Regions from separate parts of the Gasterosteus aculeatus genome. Here region 2 is linked to region 1. The links are chromatin contacts, called in public Hi-C maps. All regions are on one chromosome and are shown on one strand. The core of a region is the stretch at or near the end of the contact, and the rest is flanking DNA. Distances in the headings are between cores, read along the strand shown. Region 1 holds the start of commd10 (COMM domain containing 10). Region 2 holds the start of dmxl1 (Dmx like 1).

The links. Hi-C and Micro-C count contacts between places; a contact is called where the count stands out from the background.
Region 2: a Hi-C map of liver shows a contact between it and region 1, with 2.6 times the contacts expected there. The contact joins the promoter of dmxl1 here to the promoter of commd10 in region 1. A contact is called at or near these places in 5 of 6 Hi-C or Micro-C datasets (liver, skeletal muscle, tail fin and 1 more).

What each region holds. Positions count from the first base shown.
Region 1 is chr13:6,342,663-6,350,156 of fGasAcu3.hap1.1, reverse strand. commd10 (COMM domain containing 10) reads right to left here and starts at 4,182. Exons shown (of 7, transcript XM_040196196.2): 1 at 3,866-4,182; 2 at 3,137-3,227; 3 at 2,434-2,544; 4 at 1,706-1,861. The coding sequence starts at 3,894. It overlaps ap3s1 (adaptor related protein complex 3 subunit sigma 1), which reads right to left. Exons shown (of 6, transcript XM_040195158.2): 6 at 5,047-5,890. The coding sequence ends at 5,762.
Region 2 is chr13:6,527,903-6,535,396 of fGasAcu3.hap1.1, reverse strand. It overlaps dmxl1 (Dmx like 1), which reads right to left and starts at 4,727. Exons shown (of 51, transcript XM_040195678.2): 1 at 4,339-4,727; 2 at 2,581-2,824; 3 at 1,270-1,395. The coding sequence starts at 2,667.

The DNA.
Region 1 (7,494 bases), core at 2,933-5,432:
TTTTTATGAAGAAACATTCCTGTAGTTGGAGTGTTCACAGGTCATTAACGGCTTGTTGGCTGCCCGTGGACTGATGACCTCGACCTGAACTCAGAAGCAGCCGCTGTACTACAACATTGAATATGGTAATTATAGGCCTTAAATTGAACTCTGTGGAACTTTTCCTTATCTCCCCAAAGTTTTAAGATACCTCGTGTCCAAGCTGTCAGACCATAACTCTCAGCCAGCTGTAGCTGCGGTGTGATAGATAGACAGAGTCAAGGCGCGCCGCTGAAGTGTTTTATGATGCAGGCAGAGGCCGTGATAATAAACCATGTGTGACTTATTGGGCCTGGATGCTCCCAGAGCATCAGAAGACAGGTGTGAGGTGGGGGAAGGCCGGGCCACCGTCATACCACCGGAACAGCGTCCGCATTAGCAGGAATAAACATTGCAGACAGATGATATCTCGCTTATTATCATCGGGGAATACATAAATGTTCCGCCAGCGTGATTTATGTCTGCGTGTTGTGCTCCGCTGTCTTCCTATTTTGGTGGGTGTGTTGTTTGGCACAATGCCAGCAGCAGTCATTTAAAAAAAAGAAAGAAGAAAAGCAAGCAGGTAACCAAAAGGTGTCCTCACTGTTCACCGCAGACAAAGACAAATTTCTTAATTCTCCTGAAAGCAGCATCGTTGATTAAAACAGCAGCGGGGCAAATCAATCAGACCACCGGCAGAGAGCAGCGGTAAGAATAACCTCCTGTCGAGTCCAGCCGGGAAAGCCAATTCCAAAGAGCAGCGCACCTCAACAAAGATCGTTATGGAGAGAAATTGATCTCCGAGGCATTTAAAGTTTGGACGTCAGAGTCTTGCACCAGCAATTCTAAACGCGACATCCATTTGTGGATCGCAGGCTCAAAACGGCACACACAAATGCAACGGAACGCCCCATGACACGTGATTTGTGCAATGAATAAATACAAACACAGGATATATATAGGTGGAACGCTTCAGTTGGGTTAGATTTATTTATTGTATTGTCTCAACTCAGTTGGTATTTGTGTGTTACGCATTTGTGAAAAGCGAAAAATTACCCTCAAAACACATTTGTCAATGTTGTTTTGTTGCACTCCGGGTTAGCGTACAAATGTGTATTTATTTATGTTGGGATGACCTGTCCCTTTAACATCTAGTTCGATCTATGTCTAATTGGTAGCAACACTAGCAGAACAGTTTAGAAAAGTTACGTTAAGGCAGAGGTCGTTTCCGGGATCAATGGCTGCCACGGCCTTCTGCTGGCAGGAACAAATCCATGGGGGGGGTGACTGATGGTTACATGCTGCTTATTTACATGCCGTTAGATCTTGATTCCCTTGACGTTGTAAGAAATTCTTTTTGATGTGTCAGTGCTTTATCCAGCTATCGGGAGGACATTTTAAAGATGAATGTGACAACTCGTTAGCTGAGAAGGAACCTCTTTGTACGGCAAAAAGCTGGAAATGAATTCACACAAAAGCAGGTCAGTCTGGATCGTGTCAATTCTCAATTTAGTATCAAGCGACTATAACGTTGCCACCAAACGGTGCTCGGTTCAAAGGGATGAAAAAGTGTCTGGGAGAGGATTGATCTGACACGGCGGTGACCTGCTCAGGTCGAGGTCTGCGCTTGTGAGAGCTGTCTGATGGTAACGACGGCTGAACAAATACAGTTGTTTATCAAACTCACCTTCTTCGGGGCAAAGGTGTTGTGCTTGAGTTTCTCCACCAGCTCGGGTCCGGCCGCGGCCCAGGTTAGAGAGAACACCTCGGCCTTTTCAGGGTTTAGATGAACCGCCTCCAGCTGTTGCTGCAGAGAGGTCGGCTTCACATTATAATACACCGCCTGAGGAGGAGAGGGGGCACGGGTCAGGGCACTAGCTTTACACGCCGTCCACCGAGGCTTATCAACAGTTAGCTCTTACAGATGTGACTAATGCCACTCCAGACACTTAACATGGCTCCGTGTTAAAACTACTCATGATACAACAGCGACCCCAGCTGGAGACTCACAATGCGACGCACACTAACGGAGACAAAAGCCCTGAAAATATATATTTTAGCAAAACAGAAAAATAGTAATTTGCATGTTCTTTTACGTCAGTGTCTTTTTGTTTGTCAGTTGAATGCACTGAAACAAAATAATATAAGTGGGCTAAAATGATGTTCTTTCTTTCCCAATACCCAAGCAACGTGGTCATACAGAACATTGTTTTTCTCACTTGGCCTCCGATATCACAGCTGATACCTAATGTCGAACCCTTAAATTCATTATATTTAACTGAGCTAACTAAATATGCAGTATTAACAAATACAACTTATTTTTCAAAAATACCTAAAATCTAGTAAAATTACGCTATGAAGAAAAATAAAATGTCAGATGTCTGTAACAAATGTCAGACGACCGTCCCTCCTCACCTGCTCCAATATGAAGGCAGCCGTTTCCAGGACGAGACTCAGAGCCTGTTTATCCAACGAGAGCGCAGATTGAAGTTTCTCTTCCTCCTCCTCACTGAATGTCCGCTCACCCTGTGTACGAGACGTGATTCACTCATTGATTGTTTGAGACTGATCGTTTTCAAAGCAAATATTGGATTGAAAGTCAAATGCACAAATATTTAAACTATCTTTAGAATAGATTGTATTGTGGCCTCTGACACACAGGTAATGTCCAACAGTTCAAATGCATTTTATTCAGACATTTGGACAACCGCCAGGGAGTTATGCACGTCTACGCACCCTTTCCGCAGTAAAATTAACATTAACAGTGGCTCTACATATGATATGTAACAGGAAGCCATGTCAGTGAGCAATCACATTAAACATTTTAAACTAGTCAGGTGCACCTGTGCTTTTCAGGCTTTAACAGGTTTTGATGTCTTTTAAATATTCTCATTTGAACAAACAGTGTGTCATGTGTCTGCACTTCAAAAAAACACAAGTCAACATATACATTGTTTTTAGCATTACTGACTGGAAACTTGACAGCCAGTGAAATCTTGTGAAGAACCAGTGTGATTGAGACGTGCGTGCATTCGTTAGAGCCGAGTGTGACTGATGCTCCAGCGGCTCATTATGCACTGCGCTCGCTCGTCTCTGCGTGTGCACACGGTCTCCGCACCTTCAGGTGAAGCTTTTGTATGATGCGGGAGATCAGCCTGGAGAACTTGTTGACGTCAATCGCGTTGATGAAAGTCACCGCTTCTTTAATGCTGTTTCGGAGAGAGAAGTGTCGTGAGTGTTAATGGCGGCTGCGTAGAAAGGAGTCAGGTCGTTTAGTGAAGAAACAAATTTCACGGCTCTCTGCTGGAGTATGATGTCATACATGACAGGTGCGTCCCGCTTTTAAAAGCAACTACTTTACACCGATAACAAACACACAAACTACAAACAACACAGCAATGAACACCTATAGCATCATATGCAGCAGTGTCTTCTATATATTGCAATGGGTTCCGTGGGAAAATTATTATTTTGGACTTATTCTATTGTTTGAATAGTTCTTACACTGAAAAACATCCCATTTTGGTCTGTGGCAAACGGTTTTGTTTTAATTTTTCAATTGAAATGATTGAAGTCCTGGTTTGGACCTTTAAAAAGGCAAGTTGTACGTCTAAAAACTTTAGTTTGCAAGTCCTTAAAGATTTGACTTACTAAGTTACAACATTTGACCTAATGAGGACAGCAGCTACAGAAACCATTCCAAAACTAGTGTAAGCTTTTTGCTAAGGTCCATTAAAACAACAAATCAATACCGGGAACCTTTTACGGGATTTGGCAACAGGTATCGTCACGTAAGCAGACGTTACAGAAAGGATTTACTTTCTCTAAATACAATCTAAAAGCTCACCTCTCCGTTTCTTTTATAAACGAAGTCATTGTTGATTGTTGCTTTCTGCAAATGAAACGTGAACAGTCTAAATGTGTTGCAGCAGCGGCGGGGGCGGCGGCGTCCTCACTGTTGTTCCTTCTTCCTGTTGTCACGAGACGAATCCCGTGACGCTCAAAGCTGCGTGATTATGCGCAGCAAAGCGCAGGAGAGACACGATACATTTTTTTAGTTTGCGTAAAAGCTGCGCACGATGAAGTATCTGCTGCAGCAGTAACTACGGAATACGCGATGGACAAACAGAGCCGGCGACAGATGCGCGAACGGAAGCGTCATTGTTTCCCTGCCATGCTTCAATTAGTACTATACGTACTATATAACACATGGCGTATTTAAAAATAACAAAAATACTCCATTACAAATTAAATACAATAGTTCTAATGCAGCAGCACAGGATTGCTAATAGGAAGAGTTTTTAAAGTCAACTTATGCGTTATATTTTTATATATCAGTCACTGACAACCATTTAATTCTTGTTCGACAATGTGGAAGATTACTAGTGTAATAATGCATCCTATCAAGAAAGCAGATGTGTAAAAAGTGTGCCAAATAAATGTGTCAAAGTATAAATTACATTTTCATCTTAAATGTAGAGGTAAGGTTAATAGATTACATTTTAGAAGTACTACAAAAGGTTAATATGGAAAGGATACCCTTTATAAAGTCCCTATGTCAACATGCTTTGTTGTTCATAAATGATTTATTAATGCTTTGAGAGTCTGTGGAGTCATTAATAAGACAAATCATAGGTCAGGTCATTACAAAAGACCCATTGGCTTTTTATTAATGTATATATCCACATATGTGCAGTAATTCAAGGGCGGGAATGACCAGGCAAAGAGTTTTCACAACCCAAAATGTATTCGACTAACTGCTCATAAAATATATATATATATATATAAATAAATAATGGATGAGTGCATTTTCTATTGACCATTAATAAAGTCATCAGTGGAGCATCATTACCGGGGACCACGTAGATATGCTGCATCTATGGCAATATTGTTGAGATTACAATACAAGAGTAACAAAATAGATAGATATAAACTTTATTAATCCCCAAGGGGAAATTTGTGCGCAATAGCAGCAGTACAGTAAATAAAGTGAGAATGAAAAATGCACAATAAGGCAATCACAAAAAGTTGAGTTGACAGTTTATTATGTTGGAAAAAAAAAGGTCATGCAAATTAAAATTAAGATCATTATTGATAAGACATGATAAATCATTTTAAAATATTTTGCATACAAATAAGAAAAGAGAAAATCATTTCAGTATATATATATATATATCCATATTTCCACACACAGCATATCTGTAATAGAATATTCTTTTCACTGAGGTTACAAACAAGCGGTAATTCATGAAGATGTCAATACTGTGGCAGACCTTTTTTGATTTGATATTTGAAGTAGTTTCATGCGCTTACCTTCATTGATTCATTTCTCTTGTCCGGAATTACCAAACCAAAAAGAATTTCCCATAACGTAACCACCTGCCACGCGGTCTCCTTAAGTAAACACTTGAGTCGGTGAAATCATTTTAGTTACAAACTGTCACAGATCTGTTCTGTAGCAGCTTAACGTCAACCTCCACCGAGGCATAAGGAATGTACCACAAATAAATAAATACTTCATTTTTCCTTCCAAGAGAAGGAACAAACAAAAAACATGAAACCTTTTTTGTTTGTTCAACAGGAAAAAAAGAAAAGAAAAGAAAAGAGGAGTAACACCAAAACAGGGAGTGTCAAACAGGACCAGAAGCTGTGTAGTTGATACAAGTTAGTAGTTTGAGGTTTTGGTAAGCAGATTGCATCGCGGTAAACATCGGCTGACTGCAGCTTCACGACCTCGCTGCCGCTACTTGAAGGAAGGTAAATTTGGCACTTTGATGCTGATGTCGCCAATGTTGATGTTTCTGGGCATTTCCGGCAGGTTCATGTTCTTTACCGCTGACACGGCACGAGCAGGCGCTCCTGCAATACCGGCCTACAAACACACACACAGGGTTGATAAGAATAAGATAAAATTAGTGAATAAAAAAAAAACAAAAAAACATGTTACATAGAAACACATGAACAATGGACACAGACACACATACTGTGCTAAAGAAAGCACTAGAACCAAAGAACACAAGTGCTGACAGAATGCAAAAGCACTGACAGCTACTAAGACAGACAAGTGCAAATGTACATTCAGATGCCTTCATAGCTTCATATGCACATGCATTAGTGGGTTCTATAATGACTTACATCACAACCAGAGCCAATTATGAATCAACTGTGAGGACACAGTGTACTAGACCATTCACTAATGTACTGGACATCGGTCCGATGGACAAAAGGCAGCATTGCTCTGGAAAGTGGACCCACCGGATTTTGGAGGACCGATTTTAGGGCAGAAATGCAAGAATTGGGTAAAGCAGAAAAAATGGATTTGGTTGGATGTGAAGACGGAAATGATTTTTGGATAGATAGGCGTGTATAGAATGTGTGTGTCGTCCACATACTATTAACTAAACACTACTAGTGTTACTGTTCTTCTAGTGGATGGAGTTACTTCTGGAAAAGACAACACAGCCTGCAGCCATCTCTGTGTGCACATTGGAGAGTAGAGGAAGGAGAATATTGTGCCATTGACACATCTGGTGTGTTAACTACTGATGACATGAGGCGGCCGTCAGCCAGGTGCTACTAAACTACAATGGGAAATCTATTCTTGGGGACAAAAGGAGGGCACTTCACTCTAACACAATGAATCTCATTACGTAACCGTGAGGAGCAACGGCTTTGTTGTTTGTTTGTTTTTTTAAAGGAAAGTATCAGGATGTTTTTTGTGGAACATCAATTAGAGGTTTTTGTCCTAAGTGTGTGCAGATGTTGAGAGTCACTGCGGTTAGAGATCGCCCTCAACGGAATCTTCAGCAGACAAACCCAAAAATGACCCCACGGGTTTAAGCCATCAGAGGGAACTGTGTGCCGTCGTTGCTCTGTTAAGAGCGCATTCAAACGTAACCATCTAGTGATGCGGGAATGTGGATTCATCCACTTATCACAAGGTTATTTCAATGGGCCGCTTGTCTTATTGGGCATTCCTCCATCTGCCAGGAATCAGACAGACTTGTGTTAGAGGGGAAGGACAACTGCGGCGTGTACCGGGAGGAATGCTGATCCGGCTCACGGGCGCAGTATTCAGGAGTCGGACTCAAGAAAAGAAAGATTCTGTCCTGGCGGCCTGGAGACCCTCTGTGCAAGTGTGCTGGGTGACGAATATGTACAGAAATAGCACACCAGCTGTGTAACACAAGACAATGGCTCGATTCTCTGGAAGTTAAAATGATATTCTCAAATATCACCCCATCTTTTGGCTTTGACAGCAACCAGGGAAAGCGGGAAAAAAAAGGAGGAAAAATTGTGCTGCTTTTTATTGTGGTTCTCAGGCCAACAATCTGGGGTTTAAAGGGGGAGGCCTTAAAGCAATAACTTATCATTTTGGATAACAGGTACACCTGACATTCTATACAATAAAGCGCCAGCAACTACAGCTTCAGAAACCATGATCGGGTTGATGAACCGTCTCAAGTAACAGCAGCT
Region 2 (7,494 bases), core at 3,478-5,977, 180 kb before region 1:
TAGTTACTAGTGACCGAGAGGAATCGTGAACACGAAGCGAGATTTAAAAAAAAAAGAAAAGAAAAAAGAGGAGACTTTGACTACCATTTAAATAGAAAACTGTACTATATAAAGCTTGAACAAGTATGTGATCTAGTGGTTACTTTCTCATAATCATTGCTAGGGAGATTAAAAGACTGCAAGTTAGCAGGCGTCATTATTTTAAAAACATGTAGTGCACATATCGCTTTGATTCAGGCCTGAAATTTTACAATTGACAATCTTTTGGGGATTTTAAGTATACATGTGAAGAATGTTTGAGTGTTTGTGATTTATGTTCAATGTGGGCATGTGTATTGTGATGCTGTTAACTGAATTGTGTGATGTAATGGCTTAGAGCACGCCAGACAGTATATAAGTATATAAAAGTTGCCCATTCTCCAACTTAATCTACCCGAAGAATCACACCAAAACAAGAGCCAGTTCTACATTTGGACTAATCCTGCAGCAAACTTAAAGTGTATACACAAACTATTCTGCTGTCTCCCTGTAGCTCAACTCCGAACAAAGCACAATAAGAAACAGACATTAATGCAGATCTGTCCCAGATATAAATTACAAAAACATCACAGCAACCCACTTTGGGGTCATTAAATGGGTGGTGAGTGTCATTTCATGAGCGAATGTGCCTGCTGTGCCACTACTTGGTCCTTCGATGGGATGACAGCAAGCAAAAGTTCATTGAAACCAACGTTGATGGTGCCAATACCGCTCTTCCCTGAAGGCAAGAGCTGTGAACACTAAATAAATAAAGAGCTAGACAATTATGTGCCCGCCAATAAAGGATTCATCATCATCAGTCTGAATCCAAATTGAAGAACAGTCTTTTTAGCAACGTTTGGGCGGGATTCACGAGATAGATAAGATTCTGCGGACACTGCACTGACCACCACGCATTCAACTCTGACTGTGTAGTCATTCAGGAGAACGGTCCGGTCAATGGGGAAAACACTGAAAGATGAACACACATAACATATGAATTCCTTTGTATTATTCGTATGTCCTTCATTGTTTGTATATGACAGCAACACTTTCTGTAGCAAATTCTTTATCCACTAATGATCTACAATATTGACCTCCAATCAAAAACACAAAAATGTAATCACGAACCAAAAATCCCCATCGCTTTTTCATTTGAATATACCTTCCCACTGATAAGCCATGAATAAATCTACTAAAACAGTCATTTAAACTGCAAAGCGCATGTTATTCCAGGAACACGTCCATTACCTTTCCACCCTGCAGCGAGCAGTCGACACAGCAGACCTGGATGTTGCCATGTTTGGCCCCGGGGATGATCTGCAGTCGCTCAAAGTCGCTGCCCAAAATCACCACGTCACAACCTGACGCATAGGCCTGCCGAGAGAGAGCGGGGGGATTGAAGAGAACACTCATGAGGGGGAGGAGGAGGAGGAGGAGGAGGGAGGGTCATGTGAACTTCACTTGTCCTGGAGCCAGTGTCACCGCATCAAACCACAAACATATGACAGCTCTGGGACACGAGCAGATAAGATTAGAATTCAATGCCTTTTCAGTCGCTCTCGGAGGGAGATCTCCACATGAGCCGTGAGTCACCGTGAATCTGTCGCAGGAGGACGGGCGGACGTAAATAGTTCTATTGATTTACTCTCTGAATAGAATTGCGGTCGTGTCACACAAGAGTTGCCGTTGACTCCACAAAGGGCAAAAGCTGTGGTCAGGTGTGGCTTTGTTTTTCCAGACACACAGTCCTAAGACCTTCAGGACGTCCTGCAGTAGAGGGCAATGCTTTTGCACTTTTGAGCGTGATCTTAAAAAATGATTTGGCATCTAACGGTTTCCTAATTCGTCCCTACAACCCCCCTGACGGCAGGTTATCTGTTATCTTGGATTTCTACAAACAATAATGGGTCTGTATTTCATTCTTCAAAAACTGGCATCGAATTTGTGTTGTCAAATTTCCGTCTCATAGTGTGCGTACGTACGGACCAGAGTTTCCGTACAAGTGTGCCGCTTTTTTTTTAATGGCTCCAAACTTTTGCGTGGGAAGAGGGTTTAGACTGTGCAACACTTAAAAATGAGGCCACCAGCCTGCAGCCCTGGTCGGTTTAGTACCTTCCCTCCTTTGTGTTAATACTTCGAACTGGGAGATGTTGACAAAACTAATTACACGTTTCCCTCCGGCAGGGCTTTACAATGGACGTGTGCTACCTCACCTGGGAAAAAAAAAAAAAAAAAAAAAAGAGTAGAACTTGTATTTCACAAAGTTTACTAGGAGTGGCTACTGTAAATGTTGTCTACTTCTTAGAAAAATTGTATTGTTTGTATGATCACCAGGCAGGATGGGGAATTGACATTTCCATCCAGAAAAATCTTTTCAAATGAGCCAATTGTTAATTTGATCACTCATCTGTAATGCTGCTTTTAACAAAGAACAACAAAAAAACACCTATTGCATGACAAATTATTGACTATAAAAAATAAAACAATGTTAATCTATTTAGTCTCATTGTGAATTAGGAAATAAGTCCCCTTGCTAACAGAAAGCCTGATACATCTTACCGTGAATGGCACATTGTTGACGCTCCCCACAGAAAAACAATTGTCTCCAGGGTTGACGGCTCCTGTGAGGACCTGATGGAGATTCATGGCTCTTATTTCCGGTCTCCTTGTGTTCCTTCTGCGGTCGCCCTTCTCAAAACACCCTTCCACTCCAGGTGAGATTCATGGGAAACCATGGGAAGGACGTGTTCATCTTTGTCCTTATCCTGGGAACTCACTTCAGTGTCTTTGCAGGCTTGCTGTACTGAAGAGAGAAACAACGAGACGGAAGACATAAAACAGAGAATATATTGTTTCAGTACACATCAAGCCTAGAGCATATTACTAACATGGATATTGATTCAACACTCAGCATGTGGGAGAAGGAAATAAATGGTCTGCAAATTGTTTTCATTGAATTATAGTTTTCATACAGAGCATCAAGAGTTTTTCTGCACCGGTCAAAAACAGCATGAAATGGGTCTCACAATGGGACCATTGTATGAAAACATGCTGGCAGTATGGGAAACCAACTAGCTGCAAATAAGCATCAAACCTATTCGGCACACAGACAGTGGAAATTGGCGTCATGGGTCACTTGATCAAGGTTAAAGACTGAATTACCCTAAAACTCGTACTACTTGTGTGAGCTGATCATCTTTCACTGCCGCTCTAATGTAGTGAGTTTCTTGATTGTCAAACTAATTAGTATCTATTAGGAATTGGAGTGACCACCAGGTTGAATACAGCCAGATAAATAGCAGGGAGGCCTTTCAGGAAGCGTAAAAAAATAATAAAAAAAATCAGCAAGCTTGATTAGTCTGATGACAGCACACGTCCAGTGTTGTATAATCCTTGAAAAGGCAAGAATGTCTAGCAGCTTCTGTTCACTGCCCACGTAGAAAATTGTGTCATGTGTATATGAGAGAAGCAATCGTATGACTGCCATAGCTAAATTAGATTACAATGAGAGGTTTTGATTGGCCTTTTGACAGACCCCCATCTGTCCAATAGACACTAAAAGGCCTTTATAAAAAAAGAGTGCAGAGCAGGTGCCAGAAGTGATTCAGCGCCAAGCAGCAGTCTCACTTACACCTTTATTCCACTTCAGCTCACCTTTGCTTTACCACTTGTTTTACAATGCTCGTGCAATGCAAAGGATTTCTCAATACTGATGGTTATAGGTCAACATCCCGACTTAAGTAGCTGTATCGTGACAATGGGACGTCTGGTATTAGGAAACATATATAAAATAAAAAAACAAACACATTACGTCTCCTAAAGCCATATTGCTGACTCGGTTAACGTTAGCGAACGTTACATATTTCTGTTCCGGGGAAAGGCACATGACTTAATAATATAATAATTATTATTATTGCAACCGTCAAATCGCCGTGTAATGTCTTTTAAGCGGACGACGGGTGTCAAAATGTTTTCGTGCACAAACACACGGTTCAGTGGTTTGGAGGCGACGCGCGTCATGTCGTCCGTGCGGTGGCGACTCACGTGATAAACGTTTCCCCACCAAACAGCCCAACTGAGACCGCGTCTGGGTCACACCGTGGGCCCGGTACGGATGAGACACACAGGTGGTCGAGTGTCCCGATGACTTCAAGCAAACACCTGACACGTTAGCCAGCGGCCAACTACCTGTGTTCAAGTCGTCGAATGCTGTGGCTAACTTGGCTGTCAAGTTTGGCTAACGTCAAACTGCAGCTTCACCAGTAACACAAACACCGCGACACAACCTGACGTTAAACGCGGTGGCGCGCTACTTACCCCGCGTATCTACTTGATAATGTCCCTCAAAGCCCGTGTCTTCGATGCACGTAGGTTACCTCTCCGCCGTTAAACGTCACGTCCCCTCGGCTAGCTGGCGTTAGCGCGCGCTAGCATGCGAGGCTGTCTTCTATCGAGCTGCGGAGCGAGACAGCTAGCTAAACATTCGGTCACGTGTGCACGCCTGACAATCTGTGCTGGCTGAGACCAGCGGCTTTATGAATACTTCTGCGAGCGCTGACCGCGGGAAGGGGGCAGCGTCTGCCCGAGGTTAGCAAGTAAAACGCTTCCAAGAGGGAAGCTTTTTCCCATGTTGAAGATGTGTCATGATTATGACCGTTCGCTGCAGTGCATTGTGGTCCTTGTAGTTGCCCTGTGACATCAGCGCAGGGCCTGCAGGCTCGCAGCGGACACCTCACGTGTGGCTGTTTGTTTGTTTTTTACAGTTGTTTTCTGTAGACGAGTATTACATAACTGCAATGTGATCATATGGTGAAATATAAGTCATATTTTCCTATTTAACAGTGCCCCTAAAGGGGTTAAAGTAGCTTTTACTAACTTGAATGGATTTGCAACCACCATTTAACCCATGCAGCATCGAGATGAGTAAGCAGCACATGATAACTATGTAAACGCAGATCGGTCGGGATGCTGCTATATAGGCAATGGTTGTACTTGGTGTAACAATGGTTGTACTTGGTGTAACAGTGTACTGTAACAGTGTACTGTTACACTTAACCCCAACATGGCTTTGACTATGATGTGTGAATGGTGAGAATGATAGTCACCGATGGGTTACAGGTGCCACTGTGTATGGTAGCTAGCTTCCATCATTGTATGAATGACATGTAGTGTCAAAGCCCTTTGAACGGGGAGAAGTGTGTTTGTTTACCATTAACATTAATGTCCTGGTGAAATAACACACCCTGTATTAGTATTTCACTGTGAAGTAAAAATAACCCTCTCATGTGTGAATTCAGTGTGTGACAGTTTAAATGTGTTCTAAAGCTTGTCGAACCAAGTTTGTTTGTCATCCTAGACAGGTAATATCTATCGGCAACACTCTCTTTACTTATTTAGGGGCAAGACATTTTGGGCAACTGCTCATCTGCCATTTGCTGAGATTTTCAACCTGTTACTTTTCTAGTGTTGTAAAATGATATTTCCACAATGCTTGGTAGTCCAATGTAAATTCAATCTAAATCAGATTTGCATTGAGCCCATTAGCAACCACAGGATGTCACTGTTGCTCAATACTCTGGTCTCTAGTTTACTTTGACCACTATGGTAGAACTGGACTATATTCCGGTCTTATGATCAGATGTTATTTTTTGCTCTTGTTTTTTAAGTACATCTTTCTTACCCCTTTCCCTCATTCAGATCAATGGAGGCCTGTCGTTACGATGACTGAACGCTGACTTTACACAGCGTAAGATATTATCCCGGCTACATGACATTTAGCCTCCAGCTAACTTCTTAATTTCTACTTGTAAATATTTCTGCACATTCGACCCAATCTCCACGGGTAAAACACTGTTGAATGGGAAATTAATGAGGACGGGAGGGTGGAAGGCTTCTTACTCGATTAACGCGCTAGGAGATAAGTGGGAACGACAGTCACTATGAATAATTCAAATGGGTGACGTGGCAGTGACATTAAGGAAGGTTGGCGACATTCATCGTCCTGGGAGTTGGATGGTGATGATGAGGAAACTGTTGACTTCCCATTCAGGAAGTAGGTCACTGACTTATTAAATATGCATCTTTATTAGTGTGATAAATAGTGATTTATAGTTTTAATAAACACATATACGTGTGCAGGTTAAATGTATGTGCAAAAAAATGACATTATATTCTTGCACGCATGCATGCTTGTGCACACATGTACAAACACACACACACACACACATGGGTTTGTCTTTGAAAAAATCCACAGCGAAAATACGAATTCTTCCACAGACAAACTCTCGTCCACGGTGTATAAAGGATAGTGCTCTTCAGTGTGATATTGAGTTTTTTGAGTTTGTGTATGAGCGCCTTTGCCAGCAATAGTTTCTTTGTAGTGAAGATGCCTAAAAAGAAAGAAGAAGAAAAAATCTCTCCCGTCTGAAATTGGAAATAACTATAATGGAGTTTAGTGAATGTTAAAGCTCCCTGTGCCAGAGAACAGATGCTGATACTCAATTCAAGGCTTAAACCATTTTGTTTTATAGAGCACTATGTTAAAGTGAGCATACACATACATGCATATAGCTATTATTACAGTTGCATAAGGGCAGAGCGCTAAAACCAGTCCAAACATATTGCAATTTGAATGTGTCAGCATCGCTAAAGACCTACATCGACCGTTTCAAGATCGCTGACGCGCTTCCTCTTCCTCTTCACCTCCAATGTCTTTTGTCTCTAATATACAACACATATCTTCTAAAAAGGTATAATTGGTAAAACGATCCACCATGTTTATGAGTTTCTCGATTTTTTGTGGGACAATTTGTTTATATATTACGATCTCATCATAGGAATACAATAATATGAAAACAACAAAAAACAGATATTCTCAAGCATGACACTATTGCGTAACATCACAAGAGGGCAGTGTTGAAACACAAACAAATTGTGCTGAGGAGCTGAGGCCGTCCTACCTGTGAAGTCGCTGCAATTTAACCCTCATGACCAAACGCACACTCGGCCGCCGAGCACTCCCATCTCTGCATGTGAAACGAGCACATGGCAAAGCCAGAACACAGGCTGGCAGGAAGAACCTCAAACCACTGGCCCGCTCACTTTCAACAGTCATGTAAAAGGCATTTTCAAATTACCCCGACACAAATCCTGATCTAGAAGAATTGGGGTTTCGCTCCAGAAAACACAGACTGAGCCCCAGCTGCTTCGGAGGCTGGATTCTGTCCTTCCTGATGCATAATCCATGAGTTTTTATTTTCCCCTTGAAATGTGAGTGGCCTCTTTGAAGTGTTTTGTGGTATTATAATGCCGCGGTTTTGACGAGTAATAATGTTGATGTCTTGTATGAGCTGTAATTACTGGATCTGGAGGTACGAAGGCAATGCCAGAATGGGCTTGAAGTCTCAGTGTGGTCGTGCTTTGATGTTTTCCCACTGGGGTTGGGGGGGTTCAGGGGAGGGGGGACTTTTTCCA